Linked DNA regions of Sus scrofa: region 2 is linked to region 1. A link is a contact called in public HiChIP or PLAC-seq data. All regions are on one chromosome and are shown on one strand. Each heading gives the region's core, a stretch centred on a gene start, on an enhancer-like site or on the middle of the called end of the contact. The rest is flanking DNA. Distances are from core to core; before and after follow the strand shown. Region 1 overlaps RAD51B (DNA repair protein RAD51 homolog 2). Region 2 holds the start of LOC100513604 (a long non-coding RNA gene).

Region 1 (7,432 bases), core at 2,899-5,398:
GCCTAAGCCATCCTGCCATAAGCGATTATTACTTGGCTAGGGTCTCCTGGGAGTTCAGCCTAGGTCTGTGGGAAGTTACAGAGATAATCTCTTCATCCGAATAAAAAAGAGTGCCTCTATTAGGAAAACCCTACAAGGCCATCCTCCTATTCCAGAACTTCTAAATAAGAAAGAGCCAAAGCCAGGCACTGAATGTTGATACTTGGCCTCCTCTATGAGTGGCCTCTCGTCAAATCGTCTTCTCCTTCAGCTCCTAAGTGCTTTCCTTTGGCTGTATTTGAGGAGCCAGCAATACATATGCCATGTCACCGCCTGTACGGGGCAAGATCTCAGGGCATCTCTCGAAGCAAGGGCAACGAAGCAGCAGTTTGGTAATGGAAGTTATGACTGAAACGCTATTACCCGGCTTCATGCTAGTAGTCTTAGAGACGCTTTGAAATTTATTTCTAGTCTTGATTTCCCTGTTGATCAATGGAAAAAGAGAGTCGTTCTAGAACAGCTGTTCCAACTGGCAGCTCTGCACGACCAGAGGCCTCAGATCAAGTGAGCAGCTAAACCCAGGGCCCTGGTCCAAGGCCTGGGCTCCAGCATGAGATCACACTGCTTTTCACGAGGCAGGTGGTGCAAAAGAAACGAGAGAGAAACAGAGAGAGAGAGAGAGATTGAGAAGGAAGAGCCGAGAAAGGTAGATAACTTCAGCTTCCATCCCTCACTGAGTCACATGTTAGATGTCTGCTGAGACCCACCAGGTGACAGGCATTGTTCCGAGAGTGAGAACAGAGAGCAGGGCCAATACAGCCTCTGTCTGCCCTGTGGAGGGAGGGCACACGCTAGTCGGGGTCCAACAAGATACAAAGAGATGAGCCAGAAAATTTCAGATGTGACCAGAGACATGAGAAAAAAAAAATCCTATGGGCGGGGGGGCTACTGATGGGGTGGCCAGGAAAGCCTGTCTGAGAGAGGACACTGGCCCTGAGAGCTGAGTGACAACCCAAGCCTGCGGCAGAGTCCCAGGCAAAAAAGATGTGTGCTAAGGTCCTGAGGCAGAAACAAGCTTGGGATGCTCTGAGAAGCCAAGGAAGACCCATGTGGCTGGAGGTTAGTGATGAGGAGAGGGCTCAGAGAGGTGGGCAAGGCCGACTCGGGCAGCGTCTGGGAGGCTGGCACAGAGGCTCTGGGTGTGGCTTTATGAGTGGTGGGAGGTCCCTGGCGGGTTTAAAGCAGGAGAAGGACATGATCCAGTTTAATTCTGAAGAATTAAAATTCCAACATGAAATCCCCCTTGCGAAGGTACAGATTTGGTGTTCTGTGAAACACACCTAAAAGATTCACGAAGGTTCAGTCCCTCTTGTTTGAAAGAAAGGGAGGGAGGGAAGGAGGGAAAGAAGGAAGGAAGGAAAGTAGGTACAGAGGGAAGAAAAATATCCACCAAGGTGCCACTTCTTCAGGCTGCTACGAACTGACGGACGTTTAGGGATGGAAACAGAAGGTCATGGCTCAGCAGGAGAAAGACCCATTAAGGGCCTAGACAGGAGCCCGTGGAGTGTCCTCGGAGCCCCATTTTCTTGAGACCTAGGGGAAGAAGGTGTTTGATCCCACTGCCCCAGCAGAATCTTAACAGTAGTGACAGGCCCGAAGCAGACTATTTCTAGCTGGAAGCACTTTCCAAGAATTCCAGCTCATCCAAGGCAGGATGTGGTCCCACTCCATGGGTCAACAAGCGCTTCTTACATCTCTACCAAATGCAGGGCAGGCACAGAAAATGATGAAAAAGCAAATACTGTATAAATTACAGATGTCGTGTGCCTTGGAGCATTTGAAAACCTCATAGGGAAGATAGGAGAGAAGAGGGAAAAATCCACAGAACTCCCTTCACATATATGTAGATACCTAGAGGCAGGGCTCACACCCAGGTCTTTGTATTCCTGGTTCACCACTGTCTCGGGTGAATGAGCTCACAAGGCCCAGGGTTCATAATTCGAAATCCAATGAGATGTGATCAGACGTTTTGGAGGAATCTGTAACTCCTCCGCCTAGTGCCCCCAAGAAGACAAAGGTCATCCATAAACAGCCACTTGGCTGAATGCACTTCAGCAAAATTCAATCTCTTCCAACCCACCATCAGTTTCGCTTCCCCATGGGGAAGCTACAAAATGTACACAGGAGGAAGTGAGAGTGACCAGCTGGTGATCATCTGTCTTTTTTGAAAAGGCACAATCTACACATGATCTATATGCATACCCAGAGGCAAACGGCAGCCTGCTGTGTGTGGTGGTGGGGTTGTGTACACACGCATACATATGCATTCTAACAGCTCAGCCAAGAAAAATAAGCAAGACCTAAATGTGTCTACAGAGTGTCTATGGTGATCTGGCCCAGAGAGGGAAGACAAAATTGGCCTGCTCTCTCTGGCCAGGAAGGAATGCAATTCTCTTCTTGCTGCCCACGGAGAAATGCCTAGAACCCAATCAGAGGCTTTACTTTATATGTTAGTCTCTACTCTCCACTCAGTTTCCAATGGAAATGGCATTGAGGTCACTTGTTTAAAATGACAGTGGTTTATAACAGTAGTTTGAGAGTCTACACTGAAGCCTCTGGCACCCGACTTGACATCTGAAAAGCTCAGTTTTATCCCTGTGAAATGGGAACTGTGAAACTCAATGCTTCATGGTCTGGGCAGTGGCAGTGTGTGCATGAAATAAACTGCTGAATTTGTGATGATTAAACATGGCAAAAACAGCAAAAATATGAAATTTTTGTATTATATTCATACCCAACATGATACATATGGTTAATCTGAGGTTAACTCAGATATATCAGCTGAATAGATTCTAATCCTCTATTATCAACCACAGAAACATGAGTCTGAATACTAGGCCCGTGAGCCGACTGTGTCAAAGGCATTTCCTCTACAACCATGGGGAGGACTCTTCTCTAGGTACAGGTACTCCAGGAGCTCTGGAGGGAAATTCCTCTCTAAAATGGCTCCTATCTAGAAGTGCTATCTTGTTGATTAACATTAATATTTTGCTACATAGTCCATCAAATCCTTAAACACTTAATTCTCATCTATTATTATTTCCTTGGATTTTTTTTTTTTTTTTTTTGCTCTTTAGGGCCACACCTGTGGTATACGGAAGTTCCCAGGCTAGGGGCTGAATTGGAGCTACAGCTGCCTGGCCTACACCACAGGCACAGCAACGTGAGATCCAAGCCGTATCTGTAACCTACACCACAGCTCACAGCAATGCTGGATCCTTAACCTACTGAGCTGGGCCAGGAATCGAATCCGAGTCCTCATGGTTACTAGTCAGGTTCATTACTGCTGAGCCACGACGGGAACTCCTCTTTTTGGATTTTTATAGCAACCTTCTGAGATGTGGAGAAAAGCTGTTATTGTCCTTATTAATAAGACGAAACTGAGGCTCAGAGAAGTTACTGGAATTGCGCCTTTGAAAGGAGGTAGGATTCTCATCCTAAATTTTGACAGTATTCGACTATCGTCATTTCTGCAAAATACCATCCTTACTCAGCAGAATAGAAATTAAAATTAAACTTTAGCAAAACTAGAGTTTCAGAAGGCAAAACAGGGTTTACCTGAGGTCAGGGGAGGGGACTGATTGCAAGGGAACATGAGGGAATTTTGGGGGTGATGGAAGTGTCGTTATCGGGTTTACATATTTGCCAAAACTCAAGCAAATTATATGCTTTAATGTATGTAAATTAAAATTTTAAAATGTGATGTTAATCTAATCCCCCAATTTTACTTTCCATAAACAAGGGAAATTATTGCCGTTTGTTAATCTCTTTCTACTGCTTTTGTCCAGAAGGCTAATTATCTCCTTGGAATGTTCTAGCAGTAAACATGTTCCGTCATCATTTCCTTCATGTTAGATGCAATGGCATTCTAGGTTTGCATAGGGGGATTTTTGTTCCTATGATACCATTTGTATTTGCCCTATGTAGTTGCCTACACTGAGGTATGTTTTTAATATTTGTGGTTGTCACAAGGTTTCTATGATTAGGGCTACTCTGGGGATCTGAATCAGCTGGATTGTTCACATTCAGAGCTCAAAACCAAAAGAGCAAACATTTCCAAAGAGCAAAAAAAAAAAGCAATGTCTTTCCTGAGAGCACAATATACTTCCCCTTTCGGAGCTGCCTTTGACACAGCTAAAGGGCACACAGATCCTCGGACGCAGCCTACAGGGGCAGATTCACAAGTCTGCTTTTTGGGGTGCGGGCACTCAATGAGAACTCAAGGCTCTGGTCTCCTGCTTTGGAACTGATTTGGAACCCTGATTCTGTACTCCTAAAAGATGAGCCCTCTGTCTCTGCAGCTCTGCACAGTACCCAGAACTACCTAAATAAACGGTTTGCTGATGGCTTGATGAAATAGAAATATTTACATATTTTCATAGCACTTTACAGAGTGCCTTCACATTTATTAGCGCACTTGAGGCAACAAATCTTGGGCATTCAGGGCTGTGATTAACTCTATTTCATAGAGATATCAAAGTCACCAGGAATATATGCTGTTTGTCAAAAGGCACTCGGCTCTTAGGTGGTGGAGTTAGAAGTTTGTTTTAGAGCCTGTCCTCTGCTCATTTACACCACAGGGCCTCTGATAACTTCACTCAGATCAAAAAGCCATGGGCTTCCAGAGAAGGAAGTCTCTAACATGTATTTCCGAGAGTGCAGACATTGATCACTTTGCTAGACAAGGATTTCCTCATTCCTCATGAGTTGGGGAAGAGATAAAGAATAAACAGGAGGGGAACATCTCTCCACCATCTACAAACCCTGTGCATACACCTTATCCCATTTGGTGGCATGACATCTCATTTACTGTGCATTCCAACATCACTGTATTTATAATCCGTATTTTGCTGAGCAGTCATATTTATCCCTCAGAGCATTAGCCATCCACTCCCTCCTCTGTGAACACTTCCCTGATCTTCCAGAGCAAATCGTTTTCCTTCTCTGGGTTACTTGATTCATACCAATAGAATAGCATTTACTATCTTACACTGTGCAATTAATTTTTTCATACCAGTCCATCCCCCTAGTCTGGGAACACCTTAAAAACAAGCACCATTGTCTCATTCACTTCTGTGCCACGGGCACAGCACCTGATACCTGGCAGATCCCAAGGAAATTATTGCTAAAAACTCACTATGGGACCTAACAAGTATGTGTGATGTTCTTAGCCATAAATGAATGATCCGTCTTAAGAGATCAAAGTTTACTAAGGTCAAATGAGCTACTGTTCCAAAGACACAGTAGCTCTGCCATTATAATCCTACCTCCAGCTCCAGTTTAAGAAGTCCATTTTAACCACTGATAAAAGTTATCGTAGGGCGTTCCTGTCGTGGCGCTGCGCTAACGAACCTGACTAGTATCCATAAGGACTGGTCTTGCTCAGTGGGTTAAGGATCCAGTGTTGCCACAAGCTGTGGTGTAGGCTGCAGACATGGCTCAGATCTCAAGCTGCTATGGCTGTGGTGTAGGCCGGCAGGTGTAGCTCCAATTTAACTCCTAACCTGGGAAACTTCCATATGCCATGGGTGCAGCCCTAAAAAAAAAAAAAAATGGTAGCACTGGTGTCTAGTTCATAAGGGTCTGTTCACTCCAGGCATCAGGGTAAGAGGAAGCCCTATCAGTAGAGGGAACTGGATACAGGATCGGAAGCTGAGATCCAAAATGATCCAACTCATTCCAAGATATCTGGTCGCTTGGCCAGTATTCCACACAATACACTTGATCTAGATTAACCCATTTTTTCACACCAAACCCTGTGATAAGTATATGCTATTGGGACGGTACGATTCAGAGAGATAAAAGTCTTTAGACCCCATATTCCATGTTTTTCCCAGTATTCGGCCTCCAAGCACACAGTTTCAATTTGAGAAAAGTAATACCCAAGGCAGATGAGAAGTGGTAAAGGAAGTTAAAACACAAAACTAACTGCGCTCTCTCACGTCCTGCCATCCACGTTCCTTGGATCCTCAAAGTTTCTGACATCTTAGTCAATACTCTGCCATCCCCCCAAACCAGATTCAACGAACCTCTTCTCTGCCTAAACTAATTCCTGGCCTCGGTCTCCTCCGAACCTTTTAACTGTCTTACTGCTCCATGAAAGTTCCAATAACCAACTTGTATCCACTTTCCGTTTCCTCTCTTTCCTAGTCTCTGAAAAGTTAAATACCCTATGAGATGCCTCCTGTACCTCGGGCGTTCTCCACAAATTGGTAAGGTCACTGGTAATTCCATAGTTTCAATTATAGGCTCATCCAAAATCTCACCAACCCCTGGCCATTCAAAATATTACCACCTATGCAGAAACTTTCTCTTCTTTTCCACTCTGGTAAATTCACTCTCTAAACCTATATCCCCTGATACATGTCAGAAGCCTGGTTCCTGCAGGTAAGTCATCCCTATCTTGGAACTCCTCAAGGACTAGGAATCTTTTGGGCATTGAGATTTCCCTTAGGGTGGCCCCCAGGGGGCGAGGCGTGTGGACAACTCTGACGGCCCTACCACTGATCACCAGGAGAAACACAGCCCGTCAGAATCGTCCTACTAATTTAGGTGCCGTCATCCTGGATCAAGACAATCCTCACCCCTACTCTAAGCCACCTGCCCTGGTCTCTAGAGCTCTATCCATTGTTTTCAGTGAACTGGGATGGAGTGGCAAGGAAGATCATGAATTAGAGCCATCTCAAAGGTTTGGTCAAGTGGGACAAAGCCCCCACCCCCCATGTATTGGGGGCCTTGGGTGTTCTCAGAAGAGAAGCGCAAGTCAGGGAGAAGACTAGCACCCAAAAGGTGAAATTTACATATAAAAGAAACTTGCTGCTGACGTCTTTTAGCGCAGGGCTCTTTGGCACCCCTTTTACCTACCATACGTTGTTTACGATTTTTACTTTCTGGTTTCTGATGATCAAGGCTGCCATTAGTGCTCATTTGAACCAGATGTTTTCCACAAGAAAATGTCAGATGAGGGGGAAGGGCGAGACCCATTATGAGAGAACGTAGGCCTAACAACTTTCCTCCTCCAGGAGACTCTGCAGATTTGACTCAGGTTTCCGAATTGAAAGCCTGACATACATTCTTTTTTTGCTTACAGTAAAATATAGTTCTGTGTGTTCAAATAAGTCCTACTTGTGAGGGAGGAAAAAAAAAAGCATTGTGAAATAAATTAATCTTTACTGTATATGTCACCGATATTAACTCAATAAATCTAAAATGTAAAGTTAGAATTTCATATTCATAATCAATATTATTATAGCATAAGATTGGAGTTCAAAAAATGTCTTTAATATACAACTACAGATGTGATAAATTCACTTGGGTAATAAAAAAATGTAAAAAAAAATTTTTTTTAATGTATTTAAATTTTGGTTGAAAATACGCTGTTGGGAGTTCCCAT
Region 2 (7,432 bases), core at 2,101-4,600, 530 kb before region 1:
TCCCCTCCGCGAGTTGCCCAGGGGACATCTGGGTGGGATGTGGGTTCATGCAGCTGGTGAGGAACTGAGCCTGGGGGCAGGGATGGTGTTGTCCATCTACCTGCCTGGGGTGGATGGGTGGGGGAGTCCAGGGCAGCCTCCCGTGTCACCAAAGTGACTCCAGAGCAGGCACACCATAGGTAGTTGAAAATGCTCACTGGAGAAATGGCTGCATCCTGGACTGGACGTAGGGAGGAGAGGAATCGTGTGTTGCACAGGTGGGTACACGATACACCATGTCTTCTCCCCATAGCTCACCTGCAGCCATCAAAAGTGGCTCTCCTGCAGGCTTTGGGCAGGAGCCTGAGCAGATCTGGTTCAGGCCACAACAATTTCATGAGCCAGGGGCACCTGGCTGAGGTTCTGGCAGGTGGGACACCATCCCTCGACACCGTGGAGAGTGGCTATGGGCTCAATATCCAGCTTCCCTACCCCTCTCCTCTGAACCTTGCCCCTTCTGGAGAGGCAGGTCTTTGGGTACCAGATGCTTAGAGCTGGGGACGGTGACCTGCCCACCTCCAGCTCTGTCCTCCGGTCTCTGCATCCACGCCCACCATCTATGCATCTCACCTGCTCTGCCTGCAGCCTCAGACCATCTCCCACCTCCCCAGGCTCTCTGGCCTCTGCCTTCTGGCCTTGTTCATGGTTCCCTCAGAGAGGGAACAACAGCCTCCCCATCCCAAATCTAAATTCGTTTTCCATGTGTATATGTTCTTTGAGTGCCTTATTCTTTTCCTTCACTGGAATTTCAGAACTTTTTCAAATGGAATCTTATATTTATTTATGATATATATTTATTTATCTTATATTTATTTATGATATTTATTTATTTATCTTGTATTTATTTATCTATTTAAACAAATCTGTCTCTGTTTGAGGGGGACCGCATGAAGGTGGGAACTTGGTGGCGGTCATTTCTGGTCATGTGTCTAGCAGGGCATATTATATTCCCAAGGAGTAAATGACAGAATCCCCAGGACAGAATGAGCAACCGAGCCAGTGCTTCCATAACTTTAGTCTCAGGAGCAGCGGCAGCAGCAGCTCCTGGGAACTTGCTAGATAGACTTTGGGTGTGGACCCAGCAATCTGGGTTTGAACCAACTGGGCACTGGGAGTCAGGGACACACAAAAGTTTGAGAACTAATGCTGTCGGATCAGCGTTCACTGTGGCAAAGGGCCGCCTCTAGGAGACGCGGAGGATGGGCAAGGCCACATCTTCAAATGAGGCAAGGGGCAGCCCTTCTCTAAGGAGGGGCGGGCCGACCCCACCCCGGCCCGCCGTGCTGTTCGGCGGACTGGCCACTGGAGGGCAGTGCGACCACGTCCATCGCGCCCCTGCTCGGGCCGCAGGCGGGAGCAGCCCTCGGAGCAGCCGGGGAAGGCGGCTGCGGTGGCTTCAGCCAGGAGAGAAGACATCGAAAGGGATCGCGGCCCAGGCTGCGGCCTCAGCTCACCGGCCTCAGACGTTCTCAAAGGCCAAAGGGGCCCCGCCGGCGTGCACCTGCGGCCCGGGTATCGCCGAGGGGTATCGCCGGGTATCGCCAAGACCCGGCCAGCCGCCTGCAAGGTTCGGAGTTTGGTTCGCTAGGAGCCCGGAGGCCCCGGAGGAGTGCCAGCCGCGCAGGGGAGGAGAGGCTGTCAGGCCGCAGAGGGCAGAGCGCCAGGAGGGCGGCGAGACCTTGACCGCCTCCCCAGAGGCAAAGGGCAGCCTCCCGCGTGACCCCCTCCGAAGTGCAAAACAAGTCGCCATCTTGGCGGCGCCTTAACCCCCTCGTGGCCGCGGGCCCTGCCGGGCTAGGGAGCAGGGTGGGGTTGGAAGCTGCGATGCCAAGGGGCTGGGGATGATTTCCAAGAACTTCAAGAAAACCCTGAAGCCTGGCACCTCCCCGGGAGCTTTTGTAAGGGAATTGGCTTTATTCCAGTCCGCTCCTTTCTTCTTGCCTCATAGGCCAGGAGCAGAAAGCCGCGGGCAGCAGACGTAGCTGCTAGTGGTCATCAGGTGTTTGGGGCAAGCTGAGCGCCTGGATCCCAGACAAGCGTGTATCCAAGTGTCCTATGGTGTTGCTCACAGCATGCAGTGCAGCTTCTTCACAGGCTGCCAGTCTCCAAGCCGGGTCAAGGACAAGCAGGCTGGAGCAGAATCCAAGTAGTCACCCCTTTCAGGCCCTCTCCACGTGAGGACTTTGCCATTCAAGGAGCCAGAGGACTTGCTGGGCCCGCTGCCCCTGTGGTCTTATACCTGATCTGGTTCATACATTGATCTTGGCTCTCTGTGATTGGGTACTTCTCAGCTTCCAGAATATTCTTGCTTCTAAATATCAGCCCTTCAAGGTCCAGCTTAAATATCAGCTCCACCAGGAAGCCTTCCTCCATACTCCCCTCTTTGTTTTCAGCAGCGCCTGTCTTTTCCGTCCCTGCCCACCTGTAGTGCCAGTTGGCCTCTGCTGTGGAACTCTCCTCTTTTCTTCTCTGCACCCTCCCCCCACTGAATTGTGGGCACCTGGAGGGTGGGGACAGTGTGACGGTGGTCTTTGCATCCCCCATGGTGCCTTGCACAAGTGGGTCATTCCAGAAAGGGTGGTTGCAAGAGAATCATGAAATTATTGAATGGGTTTTGGTGTTGTAAACAACTTCCCAAACATTTTGAACCTTGAGCAAAGAAACATGTAATGGTGTTTTCTTAAGCCCTGTCATGGAATCCTTTTGTGTGTTTAATTGCTTTGTTATTTTTAATGGAAACGTCTGGGTGCCATAGGAACAAAAACCATGGGTCCAAGCTCTACCAAGGGGACGAACCACAGGGCTCCACACTGTGTGGCCTTGGGGTCGGAGCCTGTGACATGGGATGGCAGGCAGCAGGCCAGTCCCCAAGGAGCAGCCAGCCAAGGAAGGCCTGTGCCTCTGGCTGGGTTTGAGGTCATGATTTCAGGCTGAGATCTCAGGATGAGGTAGAAAAGAAGGTGCCTGGAGAGTCTTGGAGAAGGCCAAAGCTCAAGGAAGACTCTTTTTTTTCTTTTCCTTTTAAAAGAAAAAGCCAGCGTGCCCCATGAAGGACTCCAGAAAACCCCTTTCATGCCTCACTCACAGATGATTTGCTGAAGGCTCATTAAGGGGAAAACAAAGAGGTGGTTTTGTTTATTTATTTAAGAGGAAAAATAAATGAGCTGTGACAAAACAATTTGAAATCAGGCCCCTCTGAGACCTGGGCTTTCACTTCCTTGATGGGAAGTAAAACAGAGAATCGAATCCCCCTCCAAATAAAAGTGAAGTTAATAATCAGACAGCTCGAGCCCTGGCCACATCCTGTGGCAGCTCCCTCCCTCCCTCGGCTCACTGTTTATAGCTGCAGAGCCGCCCTCGGGAGCCCAAAGTGGCTTAACTCTTTCCTCCCCATCCCTCTGCATCCCAGGGAAGCCCAGCGCTGCTCTGAGGCTGGCAGGCTCCTCACACCCTCTGGTGCAGGCCTGGCCTCTGCAAGCTGGCCTTCCCCAGGCCTGCCCAGGGACAGGGGGCTGGAGAGGGGGTGTGCTGTCCCTACAGGACGGCCAGCCTGCCTCTCAGCCTCTGGCTGAAGAGTTTTAACAAGCCCAGCTTAGATCTGAGTGGTGTCTTCTGCTTGTCCTGCACAAAACCCACAGTGGGCTCAGGAGGGCTGGACTGGGTACCTCCTTCCTGCTCCACCTCTCCAGGGACACCCTAGTGAAACCCACTCCAGACACAGGGCCTCTGCTCCAGGCAGCCTCCACAGCCCGATGGGCTCTGTGAACTGCATTCTGATGGAAAGAAGCCCAGACCTTTGGGGCTTTGGGCTGTGCTGTGAGCAGCGCTCTGCCTGGTTCTAAGCTGCGGTCTACGAACATTTGAACATGTGAAGGCCTTTTCTTCAAATGCTTTCCCACACTGTAACTCACTGCTCTTGGAAGCAGTTGTTACCCTCATTTTACAGAACAGGAAATGGGGGCACAGAGGGTTAAGTACCTGCCCGGTGTCACAGAGCTGGTAAATAGCTGAGCTGGGATTTGAACCCAAGCATTGTGGCTCCAAAGCCACGGCTCCTAGCCCAGCACTCAAGGTCTCCCCACAGAGACTGCTTTCTCCCCTGGAGCTGGGGGTGGGGGGCTTTCTGCAAGCTTGGAATAATCCCACACTTGGATTTCAAAGGTCCCCAAGCCTAAGGACTTTTGAGAACCTTAGAACTTTGTCTTGGGCTCCCCCACCCCGCTTTCTGTTTCTTGCTTGGGATGAAGGCACAGAAAACATGCCCAGGGGTTCAGTGGGTGGTGGAATGAGCAGATGTGCAGCAGGCGAGGACGAGACAAACCTTTCATCTGCTTGGGAGGAGGTTCTAGAGCAAGAACCCAAAGAAAGTAGACCTGGACTCCTCTCCAGTCCCTGCCAGCCCTGTAGCCTGTGGGTCCCTCACCTGAAGTCACACTGGCTTCCGGCTGAAGCTTGTCTTGCAGGAAGCTACTCACAGTTGCCTGTGGGCAAGTGGCAAAAACTTATGAGCTGGCTCAGTGGGCAGTCTGCCTCTCTGGGGTCTCTCCCTCTGCATGCCCTGGCTACTTAGCTTTGTTTTTGGAAGCATGTCTGTTGCCAAGTCCCCTTTGGTGGGTGCCTCTGACCCTGGAGGGTGTATTGTGCTGCCCCCTGGTGTCTGGAGGCCATCATGCCTGCTCTACTGCTTAGTGCTCCAGAAGCTCCCTTTGCTCAGGGCCTGCTGGGCACCCTGAATGGCTTGCCCCCACCTTTGGGAGTGAACTAATCCACGGAAGGCCTGCTTTCTTAGGATGTAGGTTGCCATTCAGAGCCACGGCCCAGAGTGGCAGTGTGCTATTCTTCATTTTCGAATTCAGTCTTCAACTAGAGAGAAAGCTCTGGGGCTCTATCCCAAGTGGCCTGTTCTCAGTGCAAGGTGGCTCCTCTGGAGAGGGAGGCAGGCAGCAGGGGCTTCTCGCGATACCCCAAGGGGCTGACTCTCAGCGTGATGCCTGTCCCAAAGAGGGCTCTGAGAATGTGTGCCTTGACTCTTATTTATGTAGATGTTTAAGCGAAGCATCTGCATTTCCAATGGAGCACCCAAGATGGGGTGGCTGCATTGTGGGCCTGAGAGGCTGGCTCAAGGGTGACATTTGCCAAAACCCCCTCATATCAGACTCAGCCTTTCTTTATTGGTGCTTACAAGGGCTGGGGTACTGTATGACCATCAATCTCATTTATCCCACATTCTGGGAAATGGGGTATGTGTGCTTCTCCCCATTTTCCAGTTGAAGAAAGTGAGAATACTTGTCTACTCTGTTCTAATGGCTGTCTTCTAGAAAAGAAAGTTAATTGTGGTTTAAAATACATTGAAACCTATTTATTTATTTTTTGTCTTTTTGCCCTTTCTAGGGCCACTTCCTGCAGCATATGGAGGTTCCCAGGCTAGGGGTCTAATTGGAGCTATAGCTGCCTGCCTATGCCAGAGCCACAGCAACTCGGGATCCGAGCCGCGTCTGCAACCTACACCATGCAGTTCATGGCAATGCCGGATCCTTAACCCACTGAGCAAGGCCAGGGATCGAACCCGCAACCTCATGGTTCCTAGTCGGATTTATTAACCACTGTGCCACAACGGGAACTCCTGAAACCCATTTAAAAATAATTTTCACTGAGTTCAAAAGCAGTGCAAAATGGACAGCAACCCCTCTGATTGTTTTTTCTCAACCTGGGAGGCCCTGAGGGGCAGACATCACTCTGGTCCCCACATGTATGAGGAGGAAGGAAGGTTGGAGGCACTTTCCTGACCCTGGGGCGCTGGTCTTCCTGTCTGTCCTCCAGCCCCTCCCAGCTCTGGGCAGGCCTCCCCACCCTCATCACCTGTCCGAGTGCACATGTCCTTAGGAAGAAGATATCTTGCTGCAAGAACCACTACGATGAGGCGTTCCTGTCATGGCACAGTGGAAATGAATCCAACTAGGAACCATGAGGTTGCAAGTTCAATCCCTGGCCCTGCTCAGTGGGTTAAGGACCCAGTGTTGCTGTGACCTGTGGTCTGGGTCGTAGATGCAGCTCGGATCCCGTGTTGATCCTGTGTTGCTGTGGCTCTGGCATAGGCCATCAGCTGTAGCTTTGATTCGACCCCTAGCCTGGGAATCTCCATATGCCCTGGGTCCCAGGCGCAGCCCTAAAAAGCAAAAAAAATGATGAGAATCCCCTAATTAACATTTTTTTCAGCTTTGATGAACTTAAAGCCTTTTATTATACAAAATTTCAAACATAGAGACAGTCAAAAGACAGTCTTTTCTATATATGTTTGAAATTTTGTGTAATAAATTATATGTGGAATATATGTGCATATATTTTATTATATATAAAAATAATATTTGCGGAACCCCCACACACCCATCAACATCATCAACCCTGGCCAAGTCTGTCCATTTATACCACCATCTGCCTCCCCACCTCCCATATAATTTTGAAGGAGGTCTGATATACCAGGTCACATCATTTCATGTCAGTATTTCAGTAGGTATCTCTTTAAAAAAAAAAAAGGCATCATTAGACTTACCCACATTGTCCTTATTTCACCTAAAATTAATAATAACCTCCTAAATATTACCAAGATTCATTTGGTATTTACATTGCCAAAACATTTTTTGAACTCTTTGCCTTTCCCCTTAAGAAAAAATCAGCTCTCAAATATGAATTTCGTAGCACTTGGTCATATCCTTACAAAAGCTCCTGAAAAGACAGATTTCTCTGAATCTGGACAGGAACGCCTGGCTAGGACTTCTCGGAGGCCAATGGTCATTTCTTAAGCTTGCTCCCGCTCCAGCCCTCTGCCTGGCCAGGGCTGTGCACGCAGCGGGGTTTTGAGTAAGGATGACCCCGGGGTGGGGGTGGGGGGGTCGGGATGCAGCGCTGAGCTAATGCGGGAGGACTGGATTGCAGCCCCCTGTGTCCTCCCACCCACGCTCTGAGTGGCTGTCCTTGGCTTTCCGTGCAGGGCTCCACCCGCCAGCTGCCTAGGCTCCTAGGGGACCCTCTTCTCTCTCTCTCACTCGGGATACTTGACTATCTTCCAGTGACTCCGTGGAACCCCACTTTGTGGGGCCTCCAGCCATCCCGGTCTCGCCAATTTGCCGCTGAACACACAGCAACAGTTGACAGGGGTGGCTCGGGAAGGGAGCTGCTCACTCCTGCCAAGTGCTTTGTTCATCTGTTCTCACGGCAGCCCCAGGAGATGGGTATTGCTGTCACTGCCATTTCACAGCAGACAAGACCAGGGGCGGGCAGGTAAGAGCCTTGCTGGCCCAGGAGGTGGCGGTGCCAGGATTTGAACGCAGTTGCTCTGAAGAGCCGGTGCACTCCATTGTCACACACTGGTTCTCAAATGTGAAGACTTGCTTAG

What was found. HiChIP or PLAC-seq counts read pairs in DNA pulled down with a chosen protein or histone mark.
Region 2: an H3K27ac HiChIP or PLAC-seq map of alveolar macrophages shows a contact between it and region 1. The contact joins two enhancer-like sites. A contact is called at or near these places in 2 of 2 datasets of contacts at active chromatin or transcription factors (alveolar macrophages and skeletal muscle).

What each region holds. Positions count from the first base shown.
Region 1 is chr7:91,984,312-91,991,743 of Sscrofa11.1, reverse strand. The region is part of intron 8 of RAD51B (DNA repair protein RAD51 homolog 2); the gene reads right to left. Among named protein-coding and RNA genes, the nearest start is that of RAD51B, 400 kb to the right of the region's middle. Within about 2 kb of position 4,148, at least 15 of the 83 cell types and tissues checked have an H3K27ac peak or open chromatin away from gene starts, as enhancers often do. A contact at or near this core is called in alveolar macrophages, where this site is marked.
Region 2 is chr7:92,511,824-92,519,255 of Sscrofa11.1, reverse strand. It overlaps LOC100513604 (a long non-coding RNA gene), which reads left to right and starts at 410. Exons shown (of 2, transcript XR_002345988.1): 1 at 410-1,606; 2 at 1,988-2,752. Within about 2 kb of position 3,350, at least 42 of the 83 cell types and tissues checked have an H3K27ac peak or open chromatin away from gene starts, as enhancers often do. A contact at or near this core is called in alveolar macrophages, where this site is marked.